Linked DNA regions of Gossypium arboreum: region 1 is linked to region 2. A link is a contact called in public Hi-C data. All regions are on one chromosome and are shown on one strand. The core of a region is the stretch at or near the end of the contact, and the rest is flanking DNA. Distances in the headings are between cores, read along the strand shown.

Region 1 (6,160 bases), core at 1,239-3,738, 61 kb after region 2:
AAATTTGTTAAACGACAGGATTAAATCTCAAAAAAATTATATCATTAAATCAAAATAAAATCTGTTAAACAACGGGAATAAATCCCGAAATAGAATTATTTGATTATGTCTTTGTTTGAAAACAAAACAATATCGAATAAATCTTGTTAAATGGCGGGAATAAATCTAGAAACATATTTTATTTAATTCAATTCGAATTTGGAAATAAAATAAAATAAAATCTTGTTAAACGCGAGAATAAATCCTGAACCAGATTTTATTTAATTTAATTTCTCATTTTTCGTAACAAAATCAAATCAAATCAAATCAAACTTATTAAATGGAGGGAATCAATCCCGAAACAGATTTTATTTACCTTTAATTTCTCGCTTGGAGATAAAATCAAAATAATGGAATAAAATCCGTTAAACGGTGAGAATAAATCCCGAAATAGATTTTATTTACTTTTAATTTTGGAAACAAAATCATATAAAATTTGTTAAACGGCGGGAAAAATCCTGAAACAAATTTTATTAGTTTTAATATTCATTTGGAAATAAAACAAAAATAGAGGAAAAAGAAATCTGTTGAACAGCGGGAAAAATGCAGAAACAGATTTATTTAATTTTTAAAAGAAGATTGATTTTCGAAAAATATTTATTTATTTTTTTCTTGGTGACTAGTTTATCTCGGATTAGAAAATTGCAAAAATAATCGGATCTGTCTTGAGATTGTTGGACAAAACTCCCCGTTAGCGAACATATAATTAATTATAAATAAACACATATGAAATTAAATATAAATAGAATGATTTATAATTAATTTATCAGATACAAAAATCAAATAAAATCATAATAAAAGTTGAAATAAAGAAGGAAGAATAGAGATTTTACGAATCATTGAGGCCTGTAAAACATAGTTTCCTTAAGACAGATTCGGCCGCTCCTCTAGTACTTGGAGAAACGTTGGTTAAATGTCTCACAAGATACAACAACAGTTAACAAAGTAGTATCACCTCTACAACGATCAACGAACGAACTTTGCATTTTTCTATCACCGGAATATTGTAAAAAATAGGAAGAGGCAAAAAAAATTTGAAATGAACAGAATCTCGGTATAAGAAACTATTAGAATGTGTGTTTTAATCGTATAGAATAAACAGCCTTTTATAGGCATTTAAGATAGTGAAAAATTTGGAAATAACCATAAAATCTGCCATTAATGAATCAACAAATTTACTGTCCATAAATATTTGCAGGATTACAATTTTACTCTCATCCCTCGTTGCACGTAAAGTAGGATTACAAACTTAGGGCTAATTTGGCAATACTTTTGAAAAGTGTTGTAGAAAAATGCTTTTGAGAAGTACTTTTGAGAAGTGCTTTGGAAAAATTTAAGTGTTTGATATTACTGTCAAAAAAGTGCTTTTGAAAAGAAAAATGTCCATTTTAAACATTAAATTTAATTAGAATATATAAACTATATTTAAATATTTAAATATAATAATTAAATATTTGTAATTAGATATTGACACAATTGTATTATTTTAAAAATATTTTTATTTTTATTTTTAATTAATGCTTTTAACACATTTGTAAAACTCATATTAAATAACCAAGAAATAGAACACAAAATAATAGCATCAAACACATTTTAAGTCAAAAATAAGGTTAAAAAGGTAAAATAACGGCCAAAAATATATTTTTGGTTATTTAATATGAGTTTTACAAATGTGTTAAAAACATTAATTAAAAATAAAAATATTTTTAAAATAATACAATTGTGTCAATATCTAATTACAAATATTTAATTATTATATTTAAATATTTAAATATAGTTTATATATTCTAATTAAATTTAATAAATAATTAATATTAATTACTTAGAAATATTTAAAATTAATATTATATATTAAAATATTAACAATAAGTTATAATATTTTTTTATATTTTTGCTAAAATATCATAATATTAACTAATTTGAACATTATTTAAATACATATTTGTTACTTTATAATATCATGTCTAAAATAGACATTTTACTTTTCAAAAGCACTTTTTGACAGCAATATCAAGCACTTAAATTTTTTCAAATCAATTCTCAAAAGTACTTTTCAAAAGCAATGAAGAACTGACCCTTAGTCATTCAATTATTTTATAAAAGGGTTCACATATATAGACACATCTCACAGTTGGTATTTAACCAATGTGGCATCTAAGCCTTTTCTTTTCCTCAACAATATTTCCAAGTAGCTTACTTTGAGCACCATTTTCTCATTCATCACTCAAACATTTTTAGCAGATGATATACCGTTGTAAAGGTCTCATGGAGTAGAATATGAAACCATAATTTTATGATTCAACTCTCTACCTTTACCTATTGAGAATATACCTCAAAGTTCCCATAAAAACAATTTTTCCAACATGTATTTACTAAAATAAATTTTACTCCAAAACTCCATAAATTTCGTGTCCTCCGCTTTAATAAACTCACAATGTAGAATGAAGCCATCAATCTCTTGAAATTGAGACTACCAACTATAATTCCTTCTCTTTTCCAGCTACTCGACCATGTATTATTCCCTAATTGGCTGAAAAGAAGTTTATTGATTTGCTTGAAAATGTTTAGAAAATTCTCTAAATACTAAATATTATTCATCTTGAATGGAAAAGACCACAAATTGGCTGGAAAATAAAACTACTAATTTGGCAAAACGAAAGAAACTTATTATTATTCAATTAGTTCAAATATTACCAAAGAAAGGTAAACAAGTGGCTTATTATTAGTCCAAAATAGTCACTCGGCTTATTAGATAGAATCTCATACTCATCGCGTCAACTTCAGGCCTTGTGATGAGCGTGGGCTTAGGTTGTGTTCTAGTCCATTTAAAAAGGCTCTTTTTGAAGTTTTTCTTGATAAAACTCACTTACCTTTTACAACCTAAATTCATTGCCATGCAAAAGTCACGATTTAAAGTTAAGAACTAAATTATAGAGTGAACGCCCATGATCAATAAGTTACATATTAAGGTTTTTTTTTTTTAATTATATCAAATAGAGGTTTTTAAAAGTCTTAAATGAAGCTTTTCTATTTTAAAAAGAATATTTAGACTAATCTAAACTTGGTCCTTGCCCATCCCCTTCAACCATGTTTATTTGTGGGAGCTAATTAATACAAAACCCAAAACTCAAAAATCATAGTGGCTAAGAGAGCATGGACCAAATTGGTTTACGAGTCAATTTTCCCCCAGGACATAATTAATTAAAAGGGATTTTGAAGTTCTGTACAAGAATTTGCAACCCAGAAAGTATGCCTTGTTCACATTGGAGAATTTCGCCTATATATGGTAACAAATAATAAATAAATAGGCTTGGATTATCGAATAGCCTATATCTATGTGGTCGATAATGTCTATGGTCTCCAATTTGGATTTGAAAAGCTGAAGATCTGAAGCTTAGCCGTGTATGCCCGGTGGTCAATAACATTCCTCAATTGGTTTTACGTCCCAATCAAAAAGGGGACCTCCCTTTCCTCTCTCTATCCAATAGGTTCGCTAACACATGTAATTCTTTTTCTAAAAACCTACTTACACATCAAGGTCGCAAACGGACAGTTTCAAATCGATTTTTTTTTTCAATTTTTTTTGAGTTTAGGTTTTTTTTGGGCTCCGCCCCTTATAAATTCGAATTTTTCACATTTAGACTTAGACTGAGTCAGACGAGTTACCATAGATTTAAATATTTTAAATTTTTTAAATTATAAATATTTTAATTTTAATTTTAATTTTAATAATTCATTTTACTTTTATTTGAATGGTTTTTATTTAAATCACTAGTCTGTTAAGTTTTTTTTAGAAAAATAAATCTTTCTAGTGAGCACGAATCAACGATTCAATGATTTAATGATCAGTATAGTAGATCAGTACTCATCGACAAGTAGAAAAACATACTTTAAATCCAAGTCAATCCGACAGTCAATGTTGGAGATTGAATAAGAAAGTTGTTTAGATTTTGGTTCACAAATTCGTGATATTCAAAATTATTTCATAAAAAAAATTTTGATCTGTTGAAAAGAAGGGAAATAAAAGCTTTTGATTGGTGCAGATGGTGCGAGCAAAGAAGGCTATGCAAAAAACGATTTTAATAGCTAGTAATTTAAATAAAAACTTTAAAATTATTCCGTATCTATTTTGTAACTTTTTAAAGTTAAATGATCAAAACATAATACTACTATTAATGACCTTAAGTGTAGTTTACTTTTACAAAATAAGAATACAATACAATTAAAATTAATTAAAATATAAAAATGCAATATATTACAAAATAAAATAATACCAATACATTAATGCTTTAAAATTTAAATAACTTCCAATTATAGATCATTTAAATCTATATTATATATTTTACTTTTAAAATATTTAGGTTTATAGGCATAAAAGCCCTTAAAAATTTAAAATTAATTAAGTTCCTCGACTTTATTCATGCATAATTGAATTGAGTTATTATTGTTAATCTAAAAATCAATTAAGTTCCTTCGTAAATAGTTTCATCTTTGATCCCATTAATAATTAAAAACAACTAATGACCAATTAAATAAAGACACATGGCAACCCCTAATTTAACCTTTCATTTTTCTATTAATAAATAAATCATAAAAATATTACAAATTTATAAAAGATATTAAAAGTTTATAAAATATATTAAAAATCGTAAAAACTAATGAATATTATAAAACTTATAAAAACACTTATATAATGTTAAAATATATTATTAAAAATTCATTTATTAGTTCATTTTTTTAATTAAAACCTTAAAATCATAATGAAGGCATCAAATCAACTGCTGGATAATGAGAATAGTTGCAACCATTGGATAATGAAATTTTGATTTTCTAGTATCTAATCATACCAAAAATATTTTATAGCATATAATACTTAGTAAACAATTTTCTATTTTAATGTCCAAACTATTATATTGTAATTAAAAATAGAGATAAAAAGTTTAAAATAATAAATAATAAATTATCAATAAAAGTAGAGGTTTCCACAAATGTCGTCTAATTTGTGGAAGATTGAGAACATTTGATCAATATGAAATGACCCCAACCATCTGATGATTATTCCTATTATCCAAGTGTTGGTTTGATACCACATGTTCATTATGATTTGAGAGGTTTAATTCTCAAAATGATGAATTAATTAATGGCTTTTATAATTTTTATTATTTATCATATTTATAATTTATTAGATTTTTATAAGTTTTTATAATATTTGTAGGTTTTATGATTTTTTTATAATTTTATAAGTTTGTATAAAAAAATTAAATATTTTTAAAATTTTTATAAGTTTATATAAAATTTTCATATTTTGTTAATATTTTATATGTCGTTATCTAATTAATTTATCGGTTAATTTTAATAATCATCATAGACAAAAAGCATTGATGAAAGGACCATTTTTTATTTTTGGTTAATGGCAATGGTTAATTGAATGCAAATTAAGTCAAAGGTGTTAATTATTTTTTGAAGGATTTTTATACCTATATTTATGATATTAAAAAATATATATGAATACAATATCAACGTCCGATTCAATTGGAGTGGTATGAGGTCTTAAGGCGAGATGGGACCATTGAAGGAACTCGTCGATTGCCAAATCGTTTTGTTTTGGTTTTTTGTTGAAAGTTTTTATGGGAGAATTGAATGCCTCAAGTGTCAATTTGTTTTTCTTTTAAGATTTTTAAAATCTCGGACCGTACAAGATTTTTTTTTTTTTTTTAAATGCTAGGTCTATCCATTGGAAGCAAGTACGTATGAATCTTGATGTCTCGCCATCATTTACAAGTTTTAAAGCAAGTACGTATGAATCCTGATCTCTCGCAATACCTCTCTATTTATTTTAAATTATTATTTAGATAAATTCGCAACCTCATAAACTTAGTAAGTAATAATTTACAAATATAAAACTTTATTTAAATGAAGTTAATCATAGAAGAAAAAAAATTACAAATATTCTAAACTTTATGCTCCATCAAATTAAAAACACAAGAAGTTCAAAGAAATCTATTTGATGTTTAAATTTTTTTTTCTCATTAGAGTCTAGAATGTTATATTAAAAACTGTGAAACTTCATCTAGTTTCTAACTTCTATTCTTACCTGCATTTTAGAGTTTTCATGAAAATG
Region 2 (5,568 bases), core at 268-2,767:
TGTTAATTATCAAAACCAAGGTATTTTACTGGGAAGCCACCTACCTCGTCGGAGTTGCCTATATAAGAATCATCCACTGTCCTCATATAATACTTTGATGCTCTTCTTGATGTGATCTGAGACCCATGAAAGAAGAACAATCAGTACCGACAAGCCTGGTTGAGTTGACACCGAATGTTTGATGTTAAGAAGGCTTATAAGATATATACCTTATCATATTTCTTCATGATTTTAGAGAATGCTAACACATTCAAGAAGCTGTTCTTAGACACAAGCATCGAAGACTAATCAATATACATTTGTTAAAAAGTAGAAGGAAAAGGGAACCAAATACATACAATGGGTTATTAGCCATTTGTTACCTGTAGTTCTTGAGAAGCCGAAGCTTGTAATAAAATTCAATAAAGGCTTGTTTCAGTTGGTTTTGGATTTTCTTTAGGTTGTCCTTGCTAAAATTCATTTGTGTCTTGTTAGTATTGCTAGCACAGTACACTTTGGCAGCTGAGAAAGGAGCTTGAATAGCTTGATTCAACTTCACGTGATTCAACACCTCTTGTGGAGCAAGTCTAATGCTGCTCACTACTTTCTTGGGGTTCTCTTCTTGAATCTCTAGGCAGCCATTACTGGATTGCTTAGCATCATTATCTGATTCAGTTGTGCCTTGTAATGCATTCATGGGAACCATGATTTCTGCAAATGAAGTAATTGTTATAAATTAAGGTGTCTCAACTGTAAAATTGAAAACAACTTGTGCAGAACTTGGAAGAAAAAGTACTTACTGTCATTAGAACCAGAAACATCAAAATTCTCTTGTAATTTATATACTTTTATCCTAAAAGCAATTAAAGCATGCATTTGATTGGTAAGTGTTTCTGCTTCAGCCATAACTTCCTTCACCTTAGACCTGTAAAACTTGTCAACTTTATTCAACTCATTATCAAGCTTTTTAAAGAACTCTTGCTCATATTCAGCCCCTTCTTCTGCAACCATAAGAAAAGTAGTCTCGTACTTCCCTGAGCCATTTCCTCGCACGGAATTCACAAGAATCGCTTGGTTTTCAACATCATGATCGTCGAATGAACTCCCACCTTTGTTTCGTCTCGGATCCAAACCGCTAAAGCTTCTATAAAGCGTCAATGCTCGTTGAAGCCGAGTTGGGGTATCTGGTTGCCGATACTTTTGTTTCACACCATGGATTTCTTTCAAAAATTTCTTTAATGAACTGTAATCCACATAAGCTGCCTGCCATTCAGGCACCATTTGAGAAGCAAACTCCTTCCCAAACTTCATTTTATGGCAATGCGATGTAGTATACTTAATTTGCTCCTCAAGTTATAGAAGGAAAAGATGAGCAAAACAGCAGAAGGAACTTGGTCAATCAAAAGGGTTAGAGGCACTAATGTTTTATAACTTTAGGATTTATGGAAATGAGAACAAGGAAACTTTCACGATCTTTCAATCTCTCAATCTACTTTTTTTTTTTTAATTCGTAGCTTATAAAATATGCCAGCTATATGCGCCTGTAATGAACTTTTAGTATTTTAGTGCGTATTTTTATTTATTATAATTAATATTTGTTTTGATATTAAAACCATATATCTAAAATGTAATTTAATAATATCATTCACTTCAAAAGATTGAGCCCTTACGTGTCAGCGAATCCTGTTCTTGCTTAGCTTCCCACATCTTTTCTAGCTATCTCATTGTACATTTTTAAAAAAATATATATTTAACTTTTATTTAATAAGAAATGAGATAACACAATTTGAATACATGCATACTGAAACAAATGTTTAATAAAAAATTTTAATTATTGTTTCAATTAAATAAAAGAATATATTAATTTTTTTGTCTGGATTTTCTTGAAATTTTCAAAAACTTAAAATAGATATATAAGCCCACAATTATTTCATGAGATTTATTAGAATTTTATATTTTAAACTTACAATAAAAATAAAAAATTAATCTATGCCTGTCTTTTCCCATGATTTACCTTTAATTGAAACCTACTTAACTATCCCAATCAAATTGATGCAAAAGTTCATAGCTTGGATAAATTTAAAGCTTCCTAAAATCAGAAAAATTAAAATTAAAGCGTTTATTTTTCCAAAAGGTTCCCAAAAATAAAATTTCTCTTACCTTTCTTTACAGGTAATATTTTATATTCCCTCATATTTTAAATTTTAAATATTTCAAATTTATCAATGTAATTCGTTATGCTTAAAATCTTACTTTATTTACCATCTAAATCTCTTGTGTATGAATTTTTAAATTTAATAAATCAAATTATAAATATCACATGTTAATATAAATTATCATACAAAATTCAGGCATGAGTCACATGATTATTGAATTCTATTTCAATGGTCTTATTCATATATTTTCAAGCACAATGTTCAGCACATAGCACAAAATCCTTTTCTTTTAACCAGGTAAATAATTAAAAGGTTAAAATATGTTATTAATCTTGTATTTTAACAAAATTTAAGATTTAGTCCTTATACTTAAAAATTAAAAATTAAGTCATCTTACTTTACAAATCTCAATTCAATAATTAAAAGTGAAAGTAAATTTATTAATTTGAAATTTTGATTAAGTTATTATTTTATGATGTGATATATGATTGATATAAAACAAACACGTTAAATTGATAAATTTTATAAAAACTGATAATAATTAAATTATAATTTTTAAATTGAAGAAATATGAAGACTGGATTTTTAACTTTTAAACATACAATTACAGTGTCTAACAGCACATTTTAACTAGCTTGTAATAAATTATGAAAAACAATAGCTATGTAGATTTTTGTTTGCTAACTTTTCTTTAAAAACAAGACAAATCAAACCGAGTAGATTATGAGCCCACACAATTCCCTGTTTGCTATTTTTATCTTTAAAAAGTACGTCAAAGAAAAGCACGGCCTTTTAATAATGGCCACGGAATGGACAATTAATTCACGCTTTCATTTTTTACTACTCCCATGTGTTGTGAATTTAATTATAGAGAAAAATGGAAATTAAATATTTTTGTAATTTATATGAATTTCGTGAGATTTAGAGTTGTTCATTATAATATAATTGTTGAATTATATAAAACAAATATATCTTCCCATACTTTGATAGAATAAAGTTGGTAAACCTTGCGGGTCATCTTTTTTCCGCGTGTTGTCTCTTACATGCCATTGTTATATCGTTTTCGGTATAAAAAAATGGTTGTTGTTAGTTTAATTATTATTAAACAAAAAAGTTAGCTAATGCATGCTTTGAAATTACTCGTTTAATGTCGGAAATTGAATCATATAAAGTAAGAAATTGGGGACTCACTTTGACTATATAATTCCATAATCTTTGTCGTCTTACAACCACCACGTTTATCTTATGATTAGTTTTGTCTTCTTGCCTCCTCTAGTTTTCAAATGAGCGTATAAAATCAAACTCTTATAGGAATCCCGTCTCGCACATTCAACTATTTCAAATCTTATCTTTAGGACCTTTACTTAGAACCCTGGAATTATTTTGACACCAAACGTATCAAATGGTGAGATTTTATTCAAGTATTTTAGATTTTAAGTTTTTGAATATAAAATTTCAATTAAATTATGCTATTAGTCTCTCTACTTAGTAAAATTTATGGATTTAATCCCTTTATTTTTAATTGGTCATTTTTAGTCTTCCGATTTTTTAAATTTTAAAATTTCTGTTCTCGCCAAATAATAATTGTTAAATCCATTAAGTAAAGCTTTGCTATTTCCAAAATCTGATTCGTTAAATATATTATCATATGTGTAATGTCATTTCAGCTTATTATTTTCACATACTACTCACTAAAAATCTAGTTAATGGATTACTGATTGTCATTTGCATTAAGACTAAAATTTCAAATTTTAAAAATATAGGGACTTAGAATTATCCAATTGGAGAAAGTGGATTAAATCTATAATTGTACGCATAGTACAAGACTAGTAATTTAATTTAACTAAACAAATTTAATTGCTACTATTTGAGCTGTAACGCCCCAAATTTTATGTTTCGGCTTTTGTGATTAATTGATATAATTATTTATTTGCTTCAGTGGTTAAGTGTTCTGGGTGTGTGTGTGAAGTCCTAAGTTCAAACCTTAGCTTGAGAAAAATTTTGGTTTTTATCTGTATGAAGCCTTGTCTTGGGTTATAGGGCTTATAAGTAATTGGTTGGAAAAGCTCACAAGAATGGACCTGCTGGTCTGGTGGATAAGAGGACTGTGGATGTGAGGGAGGTCTTGGGTTCGAGTTTGAATGAAGGCACTATTTTTGCGACTAATGCCGTGGGAGTGTTTGAGTTGGCTTGGGATACTGAGTGTTTGCAACAGCTGAGGTTTAGTAGGAGCAAAACAAGGGATTTGAGAGTAACCCAAATCATTCCACTTTCTCTCTGCCGAATTTTCCTTGCAAATTTCCCCTCTCCATATTTTCTATATTTTTTTTCCTTTCTAGCCGAAAATCCCCTGTTGCTGCCGGTTTTTACTTTATTTTAATATTAGTTTTTGGTCCTTTTTCGTCATTGTTACTTATCTCTGCGTTTGGCACGAATTCAGTAAGTGTTGGGGTGCTTTTTGTCTCGTTTTTGTGTTTGTTGAGTGGTTAAGAGACTCTTTTCTGTTTAGAAGACAATCTAGGCGCTGTGGATTGCTAAAACAACACTTTTGACAGCAAGGAACTGCCGTTGATCATTAGAGGTATGGACATCGTTAACTTTCGGGATTTGCCCATTCTTAGAAACTTGGTTTAAGTGACTAACTAAAGGACGTGTTGTTTGATATTAAGTTCTGGAGTGTTCGTGGTTGTGTTAACTTCGAATAAATTCTAGGTCTGTACTCCAATTATACAGAAAATGAGATTCGGCGAAAGCCGAAAAGTAAACTATCGACGCCACACAGGCGTGTGGATTGCCCGTGTGGTAGGCCGTGTGGCGATACACGACCGTATGGTCAACGAATCAGGTCATGCGCATGCGACACGGGCGCACGACATGGCCGTGTGCGAGACACGGGCTCGACTAATTGGGTCGTGTAGGCCCACATGGGCGAACTACACGAGCGTGTAGGAATTTAGGCCAAGCCATGTGGGCCACACGGGTGTGTGAGCCCACACGGGCATGTCACATGTGCATGTGAGCCCATTTTTCTAAAATGTTCTGTAAGGTTGCACGGGTCATCCAAGTCAACTGTGACTGGTTATAGGGTCGGTGAGCATTACCTAGACCTCTAATTTCTGTAGATCTGATCTGATTATGTGATATATGATTAACGCATGTGCTAGTTAGCATGTATATCTGTTCTGTTATGTATATGGGTATATGTTTTTTAATCTGCTTATTAGCATGTCATGTTTGTATGCTGCATTGCATTAGGGTGAGTTTGATGAAGTGCATGAAGTATCTGAAAGGCTTCATAGTCCTGTTGTTTGGTAGTTAAGCTGCATATTTATGAGGTATGCTGCATTGCGGTACCTTATGGTGTGTAGGGTTGGATGGGTCGATATTATCCTCATATTTGATGTGGAGGGATGGGTAGGTCAATTTTATCCCC

The links. A called contact is a pair of places that touch in the nucleus more often than the background predicts.
Region 1: a contact with region 2 is called in a Hi-C map of leaf, with 2.9 times the contacts expected there. The contact joins the enhancer-like site here to the promoter of LOC108463585 in region 2. A contact is called at or near these places in 2 of 5 Hi-C or Micro-C datasets (both in leaf).

The regions. Positions count from the first base shown.
Region 1 is chr13:105,091,898-105,098,057 of ASM2569848v2, forward strand. No RefSeq gene overlaps it. Among protein-coding and RNA genes, the nearest start is that of LOC108463355, 7.3 kb to the right of the region's middle. Within about 2 kb of position 2,489, at least 2 of the 2 cell types and tissues checked have an H3K27ac peak or open chromatin away from gene starts, as enhancers often do. A contact at or near this core is called in leaf, where this site is marked.
Region 2 is chr13:105,031,901-105,037,468 of ASM2569848v2, forward strand. LOC108463585 (phosphate transporter PHO1 homolog 7-like) reads right to left here and starts at 1,518. Exons shown (of 12, transcript XR_001868093.2): 1 at 780-1,518; 2 at 363-690; 3 at 210-258; 4 at 45-116.